Linked DNA regions of Zea mays: region 2 is linked to region 1. Evidence: chromatin contacts called from public Hi-C data. All regions are on one chromosome and are shown on one strand. The core of a region is the stretch at or near the end of the contact, and the rest is flanking DNA. Distances in the headings are between cores, read along the strand shown. Region 1 holds the start of LOC100194223. Region 2 holds the start of LOC118476099 (arabinogalactan protein 1-like).

Region 1 (2,940 bases), core at 167-2,666:
GGGAGCAGCCGGTCGGCCAAAGGGAGCAGCCGACCGGCCGAAGGGAGCAGCAGGGACAGGGGCGTCCGCGGCGGTCCAGCCTCGGGGGCAGCGCGGAGCCCGACGACCAGGTGGCTGCTCCGGGCGTGGCCTGGTGGCGACGCCTAGGGGGAGGCGCGTCCCGGCCGTCGATGGGGGGCAAGCGGCGTCGGCGCACAGGCGAATTCGGGGCAGGGCACGACTGGCCTCACACGGAGGAGGCAGGCGGGTGGATCCCATGGACCCGCGGGTGGATCCCATGGACCCGGACGGCGGCCGGCCGGAGGGGCGAAGGTGGGGAAGGAGAGGAGAGAGAGTGAGGCGGAGGGGTGGCCGACGGCGGGACTGGGTGTCAACGGCTGGAAGGGAGGTGGGAGGGAGAGAAAGAAAAGCCTCTGGTACCAAGTTGGAGAATGGAAAACCCTAACCCTAGGATAGAGTTGGGTGATGTATTAATAGACTTGGGATAGTTGGGCCAGGCCCATTACAAGGGGCCGAGAGAGGAATTACAAAGGGGAAGCCCCAAACCCTAATAGGTATTCTAACACCTCCAATGAGCAAAGGCAGCAAGGACCTACTTTTTCTCTCCCTGTGTCCCTGCTCCAAGATCTATACTGCAGGACGTAGGGTGTGTTTCGGCAATCTACAACCGGAACCTCCTATTAGTTTCATTAGTTTTTTTTTTTGTTTTAGGCTTGTTGCATGCAATACGCAGCCACCATGCTTGTACCAGAATACATGCTTATATCAGGTACATGTTATTGTCACTTGGCTAGTTGTTAGTCAATTAGCCAAACACAACTGTATAATAGTTCATTGCTAGAATGTAAGCACCTATTAGCCAAACACAACAGCAACAGTACTACAAGCATCTATATCCGCCGATTCACACAATCAACCACAAGCATTGCATACACTAACTACCGACCGGATCCCGTATACAAACAACACAACTGGCGACGGACGACGGTAATAAGCCTTTGCAAGCAAGCCTTAAAAGCACCGGCAACACGAACCGTTCGATTCGAAGCCCCTAAACAACATTTCCGCGGCCGCCACGCTCTGGCTATCGATCCATCCCAGAACCCGCGACCATGTAGCACCAACAAGCGCGGGAGCGGCGAGAGCGGGCAACGATTTTGAACCGAAACGAGCTCGAAGGCGTACCTTTTTGCGTCGTCGGACCGCGAGCGCGAGCCGCCGCCCGACCCGAGGCGGTCCATTACAGAGCGTTTCCTGCCCGAGGACCTGTCGGCGTACATCACTACTGCGGCGTCGGAGTCGGAGTAGGCGTCGGCGGCGAGGGCTTGGCAGCGCGCGCGCGTAGGGTTTCGTCGGCCAGAAGGGGAGGAGAGATACAAGGAGGTGGTGGGGAGAGGACAGAGGAGCGGTGGAGTCGTGGAGTCTGGAGAGAGAGAGAGAGAGAGAGAGCGAGAGCGATGGCACCGTAGTATGGGCCCTGTGCTTGAGCAGAATCAGCCCAATACTTAGATTTCTAGGCCTGGGCATTGGAAGTTTCGAAGACGTCAGGCCCATGCTTTGGCGTGATCCATGAACGTGATCCATTGGTATAGATGGCCAACAGGCCGGCCCGGCACGACCCGGCACGGGCACGAGCAAGCACGACCCATCAGCCAACGGGCCGACCTAGGTCTATGGGCCGTGTCTGGAGAGCCCACGTGCCTGGTCGTTGGTCCAGGCACGGTTCTCTGGGCCACTTTTCGTGCCGGACCAGCCCGCTAGGCACGTTCAAACAAACGGATTGTGCCAGCACCAGCCTGCCAAAGTTTCCAAACAGCAGAAAATATAGACAAATATAACCAAAGTTAAAAAAACAGTAGAAAATATAGACAAATATAATAAATGAGCTGTTTTGTGCAATGTTGCCTCATTAAAAACCTTTCTAGGTAAAACTCACCCTTGTGAGAAACCCTAGAAAGAAAAAAAAGTGCAGCCAGCTCAAAGTTTAGTCATTAAGTTTGTATCTGTTACAAATGTATATTACAATACAAAATGACTCTCCCACAATCACTCAATGACAAAGCAGTGAAAGCACTGATCAGATGACCACATCACAGTCTAAAAGACTAGAACTAAGTAGTGTCGGCGTTTCGACCCCGGGGGGTCCCTGGAACGATGAGTGAATTGTCGTCGCGTGTCCCAGCCCAGATGGGTCGGCGCGAGACGGAGCACGAAGGGGGGAAGAGAACAGGCAAAGGGGAAACCTGCGGCCTTCGTGTTGCCCTGCGCCCAGGTCGGGTGCGCTTGCAGTAGGGGGTTACAAGCGTCCGCGTGGGAGAGAGCGAGAGCCTTAGGCGTCAGTCCGTTCCCCCGCGCGGCCAACCTTCTCGTATGAGAGCCCTGGACCTTCCTTTTATAGGCGTAAGGAGAGGGTCCAGGTGTACAATGGGGGGTGTAGCAGTGTGCTAACGTGTCTAGCAGAGAGGAGATAGAGCCCTAAGTACATGCCGTTGTGGTAGTCGGAGAGGTTTTGACACCCTGTTCATGTGATGTCGTGGTCGTCGGAGGAGAGCTGGAGCCCTGCGGAAGGACAGCTGTCGGGGCTGTCGAGTCCTTGCTGACGTCTCCTTGCTTCCGTAAGGGGCTGAGAGCCACCGTCGTCATGGAGCACGCGGGGCGCCATCATTATTTGTTTTCCGGGGCGAGCCAGATGGGACGCCGGTCTTGTTCCCCGTAGCCTGAGCTAGCTAGGGGTAGGGTAATGATGGCCTTCCTTGCGACATGGCGAGTCCGAGCCCGAGGTCGGGCGAGGCGGAGGCTCCTCCGAGGTCGAGGCTGAGTCCGAGCCCTGGGGTCGGACGAGGCGGAGTCCATCGTCTTCCGGAGCTGAGGCTGAGTCCGAGCCCTAGGGTCGGGCGAGGCGGAGTCCATCGTCTTCTGGAGCCGAGGCTGAGTCCGAGC
Region 2 (2,940 bases), core at 144-2,643, 140 kb before region 1:
TATGAAGTAAATAAGGAATAACAAGTTTGTTGTTCGTTTATAAAATAAAATGACAATATGCACTATGTTTGGTCGGGTTTAAAAAACCCACGGGTTCACGGGTTTGGGTACTACAGGAACAAACCCATACCCATAAACCCGTCGGGTATAGATTTATATCCATTAACAAATTCATGGGTATGAAAATTGACCCAAACCCGTACCCTAATGGGGTAAAAACCCACCGGGTTTCGGGTACCCATTGCCATCTCTACTCTGTGTTATGTTTAGAGATGGCAACGGGTACAAACCCGCTGGGTTTTGTCGTCCCAAACCCGTACCCGTGAAAAATATCGATGCCCATTAAAAAACCCGTATCCATGACGGGTTTGAGATTTTGCCCAAACCCGTACCCATCGGGTTAGCGGGTACCCATGGGTTACCCGCGGGTTTCATCTCCAATATACTTGTTCTTCTCATAATCAATAAGTATCATAATGATTAATGATATCATGATCTAAAATCTATGTAATGAACAACGAGTTCATGATTTGATATAAAAATTATAAGTAGAGAGAATGAAATACAAATAATAAGTTGTATAATTAAGTGACCTTGCACTAAGTTATCCATCCACCACATATATAGCGCTATTAAAAACTATAATAGCAAGCAAGCAACACTCTCACCGACTACTGATACATTCACCAATTGATAAAAATTATGAAGTAAATAAGGAATAAAAAGTTTGTTGTTCGTTTATAAAATAAAATGACAATATGCACTATGTTTGGTCGGGTTTAAAAAACCTACAGGTTCACGGGTTTGGGTATTACAGGAACAAACCCGTACCCATAAACCCGTCGGGTATAGATTTATACCCATTAACAAACCCATGGGTATGAAAATTGACCCAAATTCGTACCCTAATGGGGTAAAAACCCACCGGGTTTCGGGTACCCATTGCCATCTCTAGTTATGTTGCGCAGTGTAGTCGCTGACGGGACTGGCAGGCAGTCCGCGGCGCTTGGAAGGTTCGGTTTCGGCCTGCAATAGCTCCACCAGCTGCAGTAAAGCTGGCACGCGGCCCAGTGTCTCGCACGGCCCAATAAACGGTTGCCATCTCCCAGGACCAGAGTCAGCCAAACAAACACAAGAGTCCTCCTCGTGAAGTCAACCGGCCCGGCCGAGAGCCCGCACACCTTTGCCATCAGCGCACGCCGTGCCAGCTACGGCGGACGGGCGGCTCTGCAGTCGGGCTCGGGCGCATAGCACACGGCACGGCACGGCACGGCATGACCGACAAACGGCATCCCATTTTACCGTGGCAGATCCTGCGCCTCTCCGCTGATGCAGCCCCCCCGCCCGGCAGCCTTTATTAGCCCCCCTCCTTCCATCTGCCGATCTGCGAGCGCTGCTGCAGATGCACTACAAAACCTTCCAAATTCCATCTGCAAAGCGCCGAGCCGCGCACCCAACCCGCCCGAACGGACGGAAAGCAGCCAGGCAGGCGTTGACACGCAGAAACCCCGCAAAACCCAGCCATTTCCTCCCTCCCTCCCTCCCGCACGCCAGACCAGATCCAGACGAAACGAGACGGAGCCCTCGCACGCCTCCCCAGGCGCGCCCTCACTTATTACTAGTCCACACAAGCGTGCCGGTGCTGGCCGCCGCATCGGTTCCCCCCTTCCAGCGTCTCTCGGTCTCGGGTCCGTGCGTCGGGGCGGGATAGGAAGGATGGAGGGGCGCGTGCTGCGGCGCAGCGTGACGCTGGCGGACCAGCTCGCCGCGGTTGCGCCGGCGCCGGCGCCGCTGCCGCCGCCCGGGGCCGCCGGGTCCTGCAACCTCCGCGACCTGCTGAAGCTCCGAGACGAGGACGACCTGGCGTCGGCCGGGCGCCGGGCCGCCGTCACGCTCGCCTCCGCCATGGCCGCCGAGAGGCAGGTCCAGGTCCCGGCGGCGTCCCCGTCCCCGTCCCCGTCGCCGTCGTCCCCCGCCGCCGCGACGCGCACCCTCCTCGACATAATCCGCGACGACCAGCCTCCCGCCGCCGGGGCCGGGGACCCGCTCGTCCGCCGCGCCGTGTCGCTACCACCCCCGACCACGGCCTCCCCGCCGGCGCCGGCGCCCGCCGCCGAGGCCGCCCCTCCCCCGTCTCCGCCCCCTGCGGCGGCGGATGAGCACGAGCAGGAGCAGGAGCAGGAGCAGAGGGTCTCCCTGATGGCGCTCCTGGAGCAGACGGACCGGCAGTGGAGCGCCGTCCCAGGCGCCGCGGCGCAGGCAGAAGAAGATGAGGACTCGGCGGCGGCTGCGGCGGGCAGGGGCGTGGTCGCCGGGTGCTGCTGCGTGTGCATGGCCCGGGCCAAGGGCGCCGCCTTCATCCCCTGCGGCCACACCTTCTGCCGCGGCTGCGCCCGCGAGCTCCTGGGCGGGCGCGGCCGCTGCCCGCTCTGCAACGCCGCCATCGTCGACGTGCTCGACATCTTCTGACCGGGGGGGGAGCCCGTGCCGTAGAGATAGATAGATCTCCCGAATCTCTCGGGCCCCTTTCCTCTTTCGCGTGCTCCCGCTGTGAAAAAAGATCACAACATGTTCGGCTTTGGAAAAAATCAACATTTCATTTCCATGGTGCACATTTTTCTCTTGCTGCAATTTCTTTCTTACTACTAGTTCTTGGAACACGATCTGTGGACGAAGACGATTAGACGAACGAACCGAGATCAGAGTCAAAAGTGAGCTACACGGCCGGTGGCCGGTTAAAAGTAAAGAGAGGAGGACGTTTGACCCGAGATTAGCACCCACTGCGATTCATTCAATTACTCCTCTGCTGCTGGCGGACAGCTAGCACGCACGCACTGTTTCAAGATCTCAAGGAACTGGGACACTACATACTGCTGCTGCTTGTAGATCCGCGCGTGGTGTTTCGAATTCTTTGTTTACACTGCTGCTCCGGTTCCAAAA

Evidence for each region. Hi-C and Micro-C count contacts between places; a contact is called where the count stands out from the background.
Region 2: a contact with region 1 is called in a Hi-C map of ear, with 2.2 times the contacts expected there. The contact joins the promoter of LOC118476099 here to the promoter of LOC100194223 in region 1. A contact is called at or near these places in 7 of 25 Hi-C or Micro-C datasets (bundle sheath, ear, endosperm and 2 more) and 1 of 3 datasets of contacts at active chromatin or transcription factors (leaf).

The regions. Positions count from the first base shown.
Region 1 is chr1:197,367,442-197,370,381 of Zm-B73-REFERENCE-NAM-5.0, reverse strand. LOC100194223 reads right to left here and starts at 1,416. Exons shown (of 6, transcript NM_001139264.1): 1 at 1,186-1,416. The coding sequence starts at 1,280.
Region 2 is chr1:197,503,615-197,506,554 of Zm-B73-REFERENCE-NAM-5.0, reverse strand. LOC118476099 (arabinogalactan protein 1-like) reads left to right here and starts at 1,393. Exons shown (of 1, transcript XM_035964213.1): 1 at 1,393-2,612. The coding sequence starts at 1,717. The coding sequence ends at 2,469.